Regions from separate parts of the Mus musculus genome. Here region 1 is linked to region 2. Evidence: chromatin contacts called from public HiChIP or PLAC-seq data. All regions are on one chromosome and are shown on one strand. The core of a region is the stretch at or near the end of the contact, and the rest is flanking DNA. Distances in the headings are between cores, read along the strand shown. Region 1 has its middle 48 kb from the start of Gm35330. Region 2 has its middle 88 kb from the start of Gm40659.

Region 1 (7,027 bases), core at 4,063-6,562, 330 kb after region 2:
TAGTCTTCCTGTGGGTCCTGAACAGTTGGAACAGGGCCTATCCCAAAAGCTATTGCCTGTATGAGAGATGTGTTCTTGCAGCTGGGCTGCCTTCTCTGGTCTCATTGGAAAAGTAAGCACTTATCCTCACAGAGACTTGAAGTGCCAGGGTGGTAGGATGACCAGGGTCCCTACTTGCTCAGAGGAGAAGGAGAGAGGGGAGTAGGGGAAGGATTGTGGGAAGAGATGACCTGGATGGGAGAAGTACACAAGATGTAAAGTGAATAATTTAAAATTTTCAAATTAAATTTAAAAAATAGAAAATTTCTTTGCTCTATACCTTAGCATCATTCTTGTCTTTAAGAGAAATATGACGTATCAAAATGCAAAAGAAGATGTAAGGTATTGATGAGATGTACCTTAATACTTATTGCTATAGCAACCATATACAAACACAGACACACACACACACACACCAACCACCACCACCACCACCACCCCCACCACGACCACCGCCAGCGGCAGCAGCATCACCATCACCACCAACAACAACAAAAAAAAACAAGAATCAGCAAATCTTGGTCATCGATATCTCTCAATAACAATGTACTCAATTCCCCAGTAAAAGAATACAGATGAACAGGATGGATGGGAAAATACAGTCCATCTTTCAGCTGTATCCAAGGTCTGCCAAGTCAGAGAGGGCTTGCTGATCTGGACCAGCTCAGGTTTTATTCAATTGTCACCTTGGCTTAAAAGTTTCTGCTAAAACACACACACACACACACACACACACACACACACACACACACACATACACAAACCTGAACAACAAAATAAAATTAGTAGCCTCACCCTAACTATAAGCCAATCGTTTTATCACTGACACAAAATTTGCCAACATAAAGTGACTCTGTCAAATTGCTCTGAAGTTTTCTCAAAGGTCAGTAACATTTTCTATCTTAGCATGTTCAGAGAACAATAATAATAATAATAATTAATGTGCAAGCAACTGTAGTCTCATGGATCATACTTTTCTGACAGCTCTACTCTGCACTGTATCCTGGGATTTGAATAAAGACAAAGACATATAGTCAGAATTGTACTTTATGGAGGTGGATTCAAAAGTAGTTTGGATCTGTATCAAAGGAAGATTGATTTGTGGATCAATGAAAGCCTAAAAACAAGATAGTAAGAAAGCTTAGTTTTAATTGCCTGCAATAAAGCAGAAGAGTCTCTGGGACATAGAAGGCACTTACAAAGATGTACTGTAAGGGTGAAGAAGTGCACACGCTGGCAGAAGCAGCTTACGCTGGGAAAACATGAAGATATAATACAGTCCTTGAGAGAAGACAGTTGGGAGGGATTCCAATGCCTGACACAAATCAGCTGTCGGTGAGCAGAGGCATTAATGTCATATAAAATAATAATGTAAAAATTAGAATTGTTCAGGAATTAAGAAGATCAAGTGTAACTGGGGAAATGTAGGCTTTTTACTCCAAGAACAGTGGATTATCAATTCAACTAACAGAATATCTATGAACTTTTGTTGATGGCAAGGTCAAAATTGAGATGAAACTGCTGAGCCTCAAGTTTAATCCATTTTCTCAATAGACTAGTAATGTCTTGATCAAAAACAGCAGTAAGTGATATCTCAAGCTACTCAACTCAGGCTGTGCCATATAACAAGAAGCTTGAAGACATTTGAAAAAAATGAAGGCAACCATCAGAGTATCAAAATCAGTAAGCCTGGGTTAGGTCATTTCTTGTTCCATTGTGAGATGATTCTATGCCCTAGTGAGTCAAGAGTGACTCGGATTATGAAATGCCTGCTTATTATTAAATAACCCATGAGTGAATAATGGCCAATAATAACGACACTGCTTACCACCTATAGAATAGTTTCTGGAAGAGACAGTGTCAGGTGCTGTCAGGCTATGTCTCATTATGGAAACACTTTGATCTTCCAGGAATACAGTCTGCTCAAGGCTGATAGCAGAAGTCCCTCTCTGATGTAACTGCTTTCATCTGAATGAGGCACCTCACCCAAGGTTCATGGGCTTCCCCAATGAAATTAGATAATTGATCCTAGCAAGCAAGCAATGGTCCAGATAGGCTGGGAGGCTAGTTCTAGCTTCCTCTGCACCTTTATTTTGTATCAGCCCAACCTCTAACCATGACTGACACCTAACACATTACCTGTTTTATTCTTTTTTTTTTTTTCACCATTGAGTAAATTTATTATGAAATTCAAAATCCTTTCCATAAGACTATTTTATGAAAAATATATAAGGGAATACAAAAACAAATCAATTCAAGTTCATTAAAAATAAAATATCTTTTTGAATTTATATTCAAATTTAAATGGTAAGTACCTAAATCTGCAGAAAATGTACATTTCAGAATCTTCCCAAGAACTTCCCCTATGAGACCTATTCTGTGCCAGAAGCTTGCTGGCCAATCTTCTCTATATAAATACATCAATGAGCAGATGCTTTTTTTCTCCATATCAATGTTATTATACCATCAGACAAAGGGGTGAGTGGGCTCAACTTTCACTGGAAACTGATGTCTTTGTGAGGATTTGAAACTCAGACAATTTTACAGAGGTGGCTATCTTTCCACCCTGTCACAGCAGATGATAATCAATCTCCAGGACTTGTGTGTTTTTAGAGAGTTTCTGAATTTTATTCAACACAAAAATCAATTGTGGTTCCCAGAGAAATTTTGGATTAAAAAATTAGCTTTGTCACCAACTCGGGAAAAAAAAAAGGAGAAAAATTCATTAGTAGCCACCATGCTGTAGGTTTTGGTGAAACATTAGTTCTACCCCTTCCTTTGTGACTTAATTGATCTCTTATAAAATGCAGCTAACAGGAATCAGGTTGCTCTACAGGAGCTGAGCAACCAGAAAGTGTGAATTATGAAGCTCTATGATGTGGTGCATTATCCAATTCAGAGCCCATTACGTAGAGAGCAGAATGTTGCCATGGAAATAGGATAGGTCTCAGCTCCTTCTGAATGGGATTCCTCTCAGGGGCAAGGCCTCATTGTCAAGCTGATTGAATTCTCTGTCTCAATTTTCTATCAAGCATAGTAGTACTGCCTGCTCTTTATTATCACTATAGATATTGAGTGATTTATTTGATAACCTTTCATTAAAGGAGTTTAATATATGTCATTTTTAATCATTGATTCAAGTTTATATAAAAAAAAATAAAAAGAGCCATGGTTATTCATACCAATGTCTGCTGAAAATAAAAATTTCAAAGTTAAAAATGTACCGTGGTGATTCTCAGTGGTAACCTTGAAAGTCTAATCCAGTCAGAAAGCCATAGAAAGCATATATACCACAAACTTCTCACAGCAAGGTTGTCTTTGAGCAATTAGCAGGAGAAAAAAATCAGGATACCCTCCCAGAAGTGAGAACATGGGTTAGAAGATGAGAAGCCTACGCTGGAGGGAGAGGAAGAGGCATGTCTAGAAAATAACATTTGCTCCAGTTAAAGCAAGGTGATAGCCCTTTATAGAAAACCTTAGATGTTTGGTCTTTGGCTTTGAGAGATTCGTAATAAAATATTACTAGTACAGATGATATGCATGGGATAAAGAGAGCAGCACATTCATTTGTTTGGGAACAACAGGAAGTACGGGAAAGCTGAAAGAAACAAGATCAGCTGTGAATATGCTGCTTCTGTTTCAGGATTCTGTGAACAAAAAGTACTGTTGCATCCCTTACTTGAGATAAAAAGAAAGAACCAAAATAAGTCTTCTCTTACAAATAACTATAGATAGTTCCAAGTATTTTATCAGATTGCTCAGGAGCTAATGTTTGATTTAATGGCAAATGAGATAATAATAATAAAAAGTTAATCTTCATCCCCAATGAAGGAGGCAGAAAAAGCACCCAGGGAACTAAAGGGGTCTGAAGCCCCGTAGCAGGAACATCAATATGAACTAACCAGTACCCCCAGAGCTCCTTGGAACTATACCACCAGTCAAAGAAAACACATGGTGGAACTTGTGGCTCTAGCTGTATATGTAGCAGAGGATGGCCTAGTGGGTCATCAATGGGAGGAGAGGCCCTTGGTCCTATGAAGGCTGTATGTCCCAGTATAGGGGAATGCCAGTACCAGGAATGGGAGTGTGTGGGTTGGGGAGCAGGGGGAGGGGATAGGGGATTTTTGAAGGGGAAACTAGGAAAGGGAATAGCATTTGAAATGTAAATAAAGAAAATATCTTTAAAAAAAGATTAAAAATAAAAAAGTTAATTTTCATCATATGAAATGAAATGCCTTTCTAAATTCTTTCTCCACATGCAAAGTTTGCTTAGTCACAAATGTCAAAGGCATGATTTCCAAAAGAGTTTACGTATATATACAAATTAAGCCATTGGTAAATGCAATGTAAATCTGATGTCTCAGGGAAGTAAAACCTGCAAGGGTAAAGTCAAGGTTAGTTTTTCAAAACTGGAAACCAGATTCAATGGAGGTAAGGGCTGTCTGTTAGACCTCTATGGTACACCAGGATGCACTCAGACATGCAGTCATTATCATAGAAACATTTTGTTGAATACCAACAGTGGGTATTCTTTTGGAGTGTGTCTAGGAGAAGATTCGTCCTAGAAATGAAATGAGGAGGTCTTCAGCAACATAGTGGAACAGGCCGGGGTCTGAATGCCTGGGAGTATTAAAGAGAAAAATACTTCAGACTTCTGCACCATGTCTGATCAGCATCAGGAAAATTACAATGGGCCAGAGCAATGGCTCAGCAATTATGAGTACTAGGTAGTCTTGCAGAAGACTTGGGTTTGATTCTTAGCACCTACTAGGTGGCTCACAACATTCTTTAATTCCAGCTCCTGAGGATTCAATGACCTTGTCTGGCTTCTATAGGCACAAGGCATGTATGCAGAGCATAAATTTGTATATAGTTAAAACATACAAGCACATAAAATTAGAAGAAGAAAAAAAGAAAAGAATGAGAGAAAGAAAAACAGAAATGGGAAAATAAAAAGAAGAAATGTAGTTGACTCTTTAGAGAGAGAGAAATAACATTCCTTTATAGGGTTATAGGAATTCAAGTTACTTCTTTAAGTACTACAGATTGTTTTTTTTTTTTTAATCTAAATATTATAGTGATGTGTGACAACACTTTTCCTGGAGAAATCCAAAACACATTTACTCATCCCAGATAAGGATCCCAGAAAGATCAATATGTGGATACCACTGAAGTCCACATGATGAACTAATGAGTTTTATTGGGGTTACTTACAGGAACAGATGTGAGGCGTTATTTACAGGAGCAGGAATGATTCAAGGCCAGCTGAATCACCCAAGCCCGCTCCAGCATGGGTGACAGCTCACGTAATCTGGGAACTTCTAGGACACTGCACAGCCTGTAGGTAGTTCATCAGTTCAGAGAAGCTCCTTTGCCAGAGACTCAGTTGATCTAAACCAGTTTGGGTCAACATTTTTGCTTCTTGCAGAATCTTCTTTGCACCTTGGATTGTCTAAGAGTGATTCTCTGCAGTCTTTACTGTTTACTCTTTCCAAGGAGGGTCTTTGAGAATCCGGTTAGTTTCATGGGCTTCCTGAAGCTATTTTGAGTTGTTCAACTTCTGGACTAAAAAGCATCCCTGTTGTATGGAATGTTGAGGAAACTGCTTCACAACTCAGGGGAAGTCAAAGAGGTAAAGACCTTTGTGATGTTGTAGCTAGGAATGGCATGCAATCTTGTCAAAAGCAGTTTGTGTTTTCTTCACACAAGAGTCAGTATATGCTGATGCCTTTGTCTGTTTGGAACTACAACAGAACATTATAGGCTGGGTAAATTACAAATAAAGAAGAAATGTATAAATACGTTTATACATTTATAAACTACAGTTCTTGAGACCAGGAAGTTCAAGAGCAAATGAACTTCTGTGTTTTCATGCTGAGTTATTTTATCCCAAGAAGAGGATGGTTAAGAGAGTAGAAGTCAGGAAGCCTGGAATTCCTAGCTCCAAGCTCCTTATACTGACATGATTCCAATCATGAGGATGGAGCTCTCATGAGCTCAACATCTCCCATTCTGAGCTGGCATCTCCAACCTCCCAGCACTACCCCATCAGGGATGAAGCCTACAACACATGCCTTTAGAGAAACATACTCAGAACACCGCACTAAAGTAGGAAAAAATATAAAAAACTCAAAATTTTTGAGGTATCCCTTCCAAATTTTCTTACAACGCATTGTAAGAAAATGCTAACTATATTTCTAAGACATCTCTTGTCCTAATGTTAGAATGGATAAAATGCCTAATGAAAATGTCTCTGCAAACTCTTAATACTCTTGTCTTGGGCTGTGTTTATTAAAATTACAATTGGAGAAAATGGAAAAATCCATAGCACAGATTATCCAATTCAGATCAAGGAAAGATTTCATCCCAGTATCCCTGGTTTAGGGAGCCTCCAAAATTAAATTCCAGTTTTGAGTCCAGAAAAAATATCTCAGTGGATGTTGGCTATCAAGCCTAATAAAACCTAGGATATACTGGGTATAAGATGAGAAATATCTTCTGCAAGTTGTCCTTTGACTTTCCCGTGCATGTTACATGTAACACACACACAAGACACACACAAACACAAAGACACATACACACACATACACACACACACACATACACACAGACACACACACACACCAATAAATAAGTAAATGTAATTTTAAAAAATTGAAAATTCCCCTTTCAACTCATTTGAGTTTTGTTATATACTTTTCTAGTTTTTTTTTCCCTTGTGAGTAAATACTGACAATTCCTGAAAATAACCTTAAGATTAAGGGTTATGATCACTAACTATTAGATTAGATTTCGAAACAAAATTGTTTCAGTGGTTTGAGTCATTTCCTGTACCTGAATTATAGGCTATGAACCGTTTGCATACATGGTTGTCAACTGCTTATACAAAGGGCAATTCCATGCCAAAATATGCTTCCATTTATGTTTCTTCTTTAATCCTGTCTCCTTGGAGAGTGTAAGCTCTAGTAAAATGAATGGTCCTTGAACT
Region 2 (7,565 bases), core at 1,686-4,185:
TGATGGAGGACCCCAGAAATGTAGAGAGAAATTTTAATGTGACTCTTACTTTACATTTACTTGATGTGAGTTATACCCCCAGATGATGCTGCAACTCCGGGTTTCTTTTTATTCTTGATCCAGCTTAGTATGAAGAGTGTTAAAATGGCCTGAGCCCCAAACCCAAAATTCAGATGTTGAAATGGGCAACACAGTAAGACCCTGTCTCCGCAGAGTGAGAGCAGAAAGGATGGAGAGCATAGAGAGGGTGGAGAGGAAGGAGAGGATGAAAAGGATGGAGATGGTTGAGAGGATGGAGGAAAGGGTAAAGATGGAGAAGGTGGAGCACATGGAGTGGGTAGAGAGGGTGGGGAGGTGACTCAGAAGTTATGTGTTCTTACTCTTCTTGCTCAGGTTCTAATATTAGCTCCCAGCATCAACATTAGGTGGCTCCCAACCTCCTGTAACTCTGACTCCGTGGTATAAGATGCTCCACTCTGTTCTCTGCAAATATCATTCAAATATATACATATATAGAAATAAATATTTTAAAAGAAAACAGGGATATTTTTTGCATTTGCTACTAGTGTCTATTTAGGGTGAAGCTCGAAGTGACAAAGAATATTTAGAGATGAGCAAATGCTCAGATTTTATGCAAAAAGGAGGCTAACAATTAGGTTGTTTGGTTTCTCATAATCATGCTGAAGAATTTGAGAATGTGAATGATGAAGTCAGGATGCTAAATTCTTAGGAAATGCTCTATAAAAGGAGCTTACAAATTTTGCTTGGAAAGGCATTTTTATCTTTTCTTGTCGTTGATTATGTTATTTAAATTTTATTCTCTTTTTTAAAAATTCATTTATTTACATCCCAAATGCTGCCCCTCCCAGTTCCCTCCTCCAGGTTCCATGCCCCCATTCCCTTCACCTTTGAGAAAGTGTTCCTTCCCTCCTTGTATTCCCTACTTTGGTGCATCAAGTTTTTGCAAGATTAGGTGCATCCTCTCCCACTGAGGATGACAAGGCAGTCCTCTATTACATATGTGCCGGGGGTGGGGGGTGGTGGTGTTTCAGAACAGCCTGTGTAGGTTAGTGTTTTAGTCCTTGGGAGTTCCAAAGGGACATGGTTAGTTTACACTGTTGGCCTTTTTTTTTTTTTTTTTTTTTTTGTAAATGAAGAAAATACCTAATTAAAAAAACAAACAAACAAACAAACAAACAAACAAAAAAACAAGTAAAAAAGGTATTCTTATCTTATAGCCAGAGGGTAAATACTTCTGAAAATAAAACTTAAGTTTTGGTTAGACCAATTGTAGCCCACACTAAATTCCAGAGCGTAAAGGGCCTTTTTAATTAAAATTAGAACAATGACTCTGAACCAGTTGGGTCCAGGAATTTGGGATTAGAATATGTGAGCAAATTTTGGTGAGGATATGAACATAGAGTCCTGCCTTCTGACAGCCTTTCTTGCAGTCCAATGTAGGCAGAGTCTATTCTGTCACAGGACTTCAGTACCACATTCTAACATGCAACTCCCACCAATGGGAATTCGATCAAGATTCCTGCTAACCCTAAAAGTCTACTACAATTATTTCATTTCCATTGAAATCTGTAGTTAGACTCAATTCTCAAATTGTGGTAGACTGATTCACACCCAAGCAGTTGCATGTCTGGCCAGTTTTCATCAGCAAAAATAGGGGTAAAATGGCAGTGTATCTTTAGGGCATTGTATTGAGACTGAAAATAAGCAAGAAATGGAGCATGTCAAGCTGAACATAGGGATATGTTTCCTGACTCAGTGTTTTAGATTTGGAAATGGGATGGCTTTAATTAGTATTTGGTTGATTGAACCGAATAATAGACCCAGAAGCAATTTACCCAAACTGGAGTTGAAATGTATACTATTCCTGTTGTATAGAGAAAGACTCTCAAAAGCAAAAGTGGATTTATAATAACAAATCAGCTCACATACTTGGACAAGCCCTTATTCAAGATTTCATACTTGATCATGAACCCTAAAGTTACAGTTCATCATAACTAAGTATAATTTTATTCATCAAAGTACTTTTTACACTTTTAAAATTTACATATTTATTTTTTAAATTTTTTATTAGATATTTTCTTTCATTTACATTTCAAATGATATCCCAAAATCCCCTATACCTCCCCTCTGCCCATCTATTTTTATATATTTTAATTTACCCTTTAAGAATTTAATACATGTGGAATTGTTTCTGTCCCATTTCTCCATTAGACTCCTGGATCCACACAGACATCCTTGCAACTTCATTTTCCTCGTCTTCTTATTTTTTTAAATATAAATAAGCCACTGAATTTAATTTGTGCTCTCCACATGCACATGTATGTGGGGACATGCACAGAAGCATGGTCAACCAACCACAAATTACAGCTCTAAAGAAAGCTGCCTTTTCCTCCCCTGGCAGTCCTTTGGGTATTTATACTTTTTAATTTAATTTTTTTTTTACATTTCTAAAAAATTTTTACATGTACTTAAAAATTCTGAATACAAACAAGATTGACACTTTCAAATTTTACTTAGCTAAGATAACTGAAACTCATTTAGGTTTGTGAATTTTTTCCTATTGTTAAAAATAACAAATATATGTGTTTAGCCATCCTTTCAGATGGATGAGACATCCAAATGATAGTAGATCGATGGTAAATGTATTCAGCTGTAAGCAATGCATTTAACAGCAGCTGAGGATAAATATTAATGAAAAATAGTTCACTACACAAGCTCGACATGAGAAGTCATTAGGGATATATCTACGATAAAAATACACCACAGCCTGACTGCAAAGAAAGTGAGATGTGTGGGAAATGACTTCTACAAGAGGGCAAAGTTCCCTGGAAAAAAAAAAAAAGATAGTTCAATTTCCTCTCCCCAAGCTGTCTTTTTAAAATAACATGACATACCACACATTTTGACACAACTCCACATGACTCAGGGGCCTTTCTTTAAATAAGACCAGAACACATTCATGGAGCCTGAGTCACCTCTAACCCTCCGAACTTGGTGAAGATTACTGATCAGCCCTCATTCCTAAGTCAGTACGGGAAAGTTCTGATTTGGGCAGTTAACCGAACATTCTGTTTTGCAGTAAACAAGTTATGGTTTTCCTTCTTTCCTTCTTGCCTCACCCAAAAAGGGAAAAAATGCATGTAATTTAAAAATGTGCTTTTCTACAATAAACAAAAACTCCTCATTTCTTCAAACTAAGCGATGTTTACGGAGATGACTTAGAAATATATGAGAAAATAAATAACTCATTAACATAGAAAATCAATCCATGATAGGCTCCCTTTGGAAAACTGTTTCCTCCGAGATAATTAATCCAGGAGAATATTTGTTCTTCCAAGATCAGGGAGATCCTTCTAGAGAAGGCTAAAATTTAAGACTGTTCTGAGGATGGAAAGTGAAGAAATGCGGCTGCGCCTCTTTGTTACACACAGCACTCATCACATACTGGGGTGTTTGTGATTTCACAATCCTATCCACAATATTAAAAGCCTGTATTTTCTGTTTGTTTTTTTTTTTAATAGCTATGATACAGTGGGATATGGTAATGAAACTGTTGAACTTTCAGGAGGCTAGATAAGGTATTGTCTTTTCTTGCTAAGCTGTAGTCTTAATTTCCCTTATTTAAAATGATAAAGGTAGTGTTTACATCACATGTGAACAAAAATATCTAATGCATACAGACATCTATTGTTTGGATTTTGTGTCCATCACAAGAGTTAAGAGCAACAAATAAAGAGTTGTCATGCCTGACCAAACTCTGAAGGCTTTGGAACTTCACTCACTGGATATTTCCAGGGATGGGAATCAGTTGACAAAGACTTGTGGTCACTTCCTATGAATGATGTCTTTTCCAGGAAGTGGTATACCCATTACCGTCTATAGTATTATGTGTTAATCATTTCGTGTCTCTCTCAGGTATTCAAATCATCAGCCTGAACAGTGATGGCTAGATGGCTGTGATTGCTCTCCAAAACTCCTGTCCCATTTCCCCAGTCATCACTAATATACAGAGACAGAGACAGAGAGAGAGAGACAGAGAGAGAGAGACAGACAGAGACAGAGAGACAGAGAGACAGAGAGGCAGAGAGACAGAGAGAGGCAGAGAGACAGAGACAGACAGAGACAGAGACAGAGACAGGCACAGGCACAGGCACAGGCACAGGCAGGCACAGGCACAGGCACAGGCACAGGCACAGGCAGGCACAGGCACAGGCACAGGCACAGGCACAGGCACAGGCACAGGCACAGGCACAGACACAGACACAGACACAGACACAGACACAGACACAGACACAGAGACACAGACACAGACACAGACACAGACACAGGCACAGGCACAGACACACACTCAGACACAGACTCGGGAACAGACAGAGAGACAGAGTAGGGATTCAAGCTTTTAACTTGAGACAAGATTTCTTTTTTCCTCACAAACAACCAACTCTTTTTTTATATATCTCATTTCCCCCTTTTTTATTAGCTATTTTCTTTATTTACAATTCAAATGCTATCCCAAAAGTTCCCTATACCCTCCCCCTGTCCTGCTCCCCTACCCACCCACTCTCACATTTAACAACCAATTCTTACCATCATATAATATAGCAAAAAAAAATCTTTCAAGAAATAGTCATGTTCCAGGTGAGCCAATGTTCTTCACAGGTCTGAAAGAACACATCCTGATGGGAAATGACTGTGTGTTGTGTTCTTTTGAAAGGCTTATTGACAAAAACAGATGGTGCAGGTGTCTGCCTGCAGTTGTAATTGTAGTGACCTTCCTGTAACTAAAACAAACACCCAAACACCATCTCATCTCATCTCCTGGCTGCCATTAAAAGTCTTACTTTTTTTGTCCTGGAAACAAACATTTTTAAAATTTTAATAGAAAAGAAGGAATCAAGAACATATAAAAGAAGGAAACACGCACTCAGGTAGAGAGAGAGAGACAGAGAGAGGGAGAGAAAGGGAGAGAGAGACAGACAGCCATCAAATAAATAAACAGCACAAAGGCTCCTGTGGTTGTCAGGCTCAGATACTGAAGATCAGACTTAAGCAACACATGTCTGGCTGCTGAGACAGAGGGACTGGAATAAATCCAGCAAGGACACATCTGGGAGTGCCAGTGTGTGAATGCAGTTTAGCTGGCCTCCCACACAACAGGAATTCCACCAGAAGTATGTGCTCTGGGTGGAAGAGAGCAAAAATGTGTTCAGAATATCACTAAGGAGACCCAGATGCATTATCTCGGCCAGAGTGCAGAAGACAGTGCAGAGAGTGAATGGTTCCCAGACTAAAGCAGACAGTGTGCTTTATTGACATTGGTGGAGCTGGGCATCGGAAAGAAGGGACGAGAAATACTCAGTATACTGAGAAGGATGAGACGCTTGAAAGCATCAGGACATATTTCCGGAGCTTTCAAAACCAATAATGTCTGTGGCATTTTGCAGGCAAAGAATGATCAAATTAAAGGCATTTTAATCTTCCTGCTCCAGGTTTTGGCTGTCATAAGTTCACCTTTAAAATATCAAGGCAGTTGCTCCTCCTGAGTTTGCTTCTCTATAACAGGTTGTTTTTATAACCAACATACAATTTTCAGAATGAGTTTTGGTGCAAGAAATATATTTGATCTTACAGTTACAAAAGTGTTTTTGGCTTCCAGACTCACTTTGAAAGAAGACACATGTGTGGGCTATCATGTGTGTTTATTTGCAGAGCTTTGATCTTTTAAAATGTGTCTTCAGTAGCTTAGTTCTGCTTAAATACTCCTAAATTTTACCATTATAAATAAATAAATATACATACATTTATATTTGTGTTTTATCATTTTTTAATTCACAGTTTAAATAAAAATATATCTTTCCATTAATACAGAAAAATAGTTGTAGATATGAACATACATTTCAAATAGTCATCCTCCCACAAATTACATGTCTAGTCAAAGGGGACTTAACAAATCCAGCAAAACGCTTTTCTGAACTGTGTCAATTCTGTTTACCTGAGACATTTTAGTAGTTCATTCTCTCAGTTGGATGCATATTAACATGTATAAGCTAGCTGTGACATCATATATCAATTTAAATTTTTATAGTGTATAGCTTTATTTTTTATTAGATATTTTCTTTGTTTACATTTCAAATTTTATCCCCCTTTCTAGTTATCCCCTCAAAAAAAATCCCCATACCCTCCCCCTCCCCCTGCTCCCCAACCCATCCACTCCCACTTCCTGGCCCAGGTATTCCCCTATACTGGGGCATAGAACCTTCACAGGACCAAGGGCCTTTCCTCCCTTTGATGACCAACTAGGCCATCCTCTGCTACATATGCAGCTAGAGACACGAGTCCCACCATGTGATTTCTTTGGTGGTTTAGTCCCAGGGAGCTCTGGGGTTAGTGGTTAGTTCATATTGTTGTTCCACCTATGGGGTTGCAAATCCCTTCAGCTCCTTGGGTACTTTCTCTAGCTCCTTCATTGGGGACCCTGTGCGCCGTCCAATAGCTGACTGTGAGCGTTCACTTCTTTATTTGCCAGGCACTGGCATAGACTTACACGAGACAGCTATATCAGGCTCCTGTCAGCAAAAACTTGTTGGCATATGCAATAGTGTCTGGGTTTGGTGGTTGTTTATGGGATGGATCCCCAACTGGGACAGTCTCTAGATGGCCATTCCTTCCGTTTCTGCTCTGAACTTTGTCTCTGTAACTCCTTCCATGGGTATTTTATTCCCCCTTTTAAGAAGGACTGAAGTATCCATACTTTGGTTTTCCTTCTTCTTGAGTTTCATGTGTTTTGCAAATTGTATCTTGGATAGTCTGCATTTCTAGGCTAATATTCACTTATCAGTGAGTGCATATCATGTGTGTTCTTCTGTGATTGGGTTACCTCACTCAGGATTATATCCTCCAGATCCATCCATTTTATATAAATTCATTGTTTTTAATAGCTGCGTGGTACTCCATTGTATAAATGTACCACATTTTCTGTATCCATTCCTCTGTTGAAGGACATCTAGGTTCTTTCCAGCTTCTGGCTATTATAAATAAGGCTGCTATGAACAAAGTGGAGCATGTGTTCTTATTACATGTTGGAGCATCTTCTGAGTATATGCCCAGGAGAGGAATTGATGGATCTTCTGATAGTACTAGTCCAATTTTCTGAGAATCTGCCAAGCTTATTTCCAAAGTGGTTGTACCAGCTTAAAATCCCACCAGCAATGGAGGAGTGTTCCTCTTTCTCCACATCCTTGCCATCATTTGCTGTCACCTGAGTTTTTGATCTTAGCCATTCTGACTGGTGTGAGGTGGAATCTCAGGTTTGTTTGCATTTCCCTGATGATTCAGGATGTTGAACATTTTTTAGGTGCTTCTTAGCCATTTGGTGTGTTTTATCATTTTAAAACTTCAGTAATATCTTTTATCAGATAATCCACTGTGAAGAGGTTATAGAGGTGACAATTGGCCATGAGAACTTTTCCATTTTATTCTCAAGGTGTGTGGCCTTAGCATCTTGTCTGTTAGAATTAGCCTAACTTGCATCTTTCTATATACAT

What was found. HiChIP or PLAC-seq counts read pairs in DNA pulled down with a chosen protein or histone mark.
Region 1: a contact with region 2 is called in a FOXA1 HiChIP or PLAC-seq map of pancreatic cancer cells. The contact joins two enhancer-like sites. A contact is called at or near these places in 1 of 15 datasets of contacts at CTCF or cohesin (the NIH/3T3 cell line) and 2 of 115 datasets of contacts at active chromatin or transcription factors (CD8 T cells and pancreatic cancer cells).

What each region holds. Positions count from the first base shown.
Region 1 is chr13:5,672,904-5,679,930 of GRCm38.p6, forward strand. No RefSeq gene overlaps it. Among named protein-coding and RNA genes, the nearest start is that of Gm35330, 48 kb to the right of the region's middle. Within about 2 kb of position 5,313, at least 5 of the 459 cell types and tissues checked have an H3K27ac peak or open chromatin away from gene starts, as enhancers often do. A contact at or near this core is called in pancreatic cancer cells, where this site is marked.
Region 2 is chr13:5,342,971-5,350,535 of GRCm38.p6, forward strand. No RefSeq gene overlaps it. Among named protein-coding and RNA genes, the nearest start is that of Gm40659, 88 kb to the left of the region's middle. Within about 2 kb of position 2,936, at least 52 of the 459 cell types and tissues checked have an H3K27ac peak or open chromatin away from gene starts, as enhancers often do. A contact at or near this core is called in pancreatic cancer cells, where this site is marked.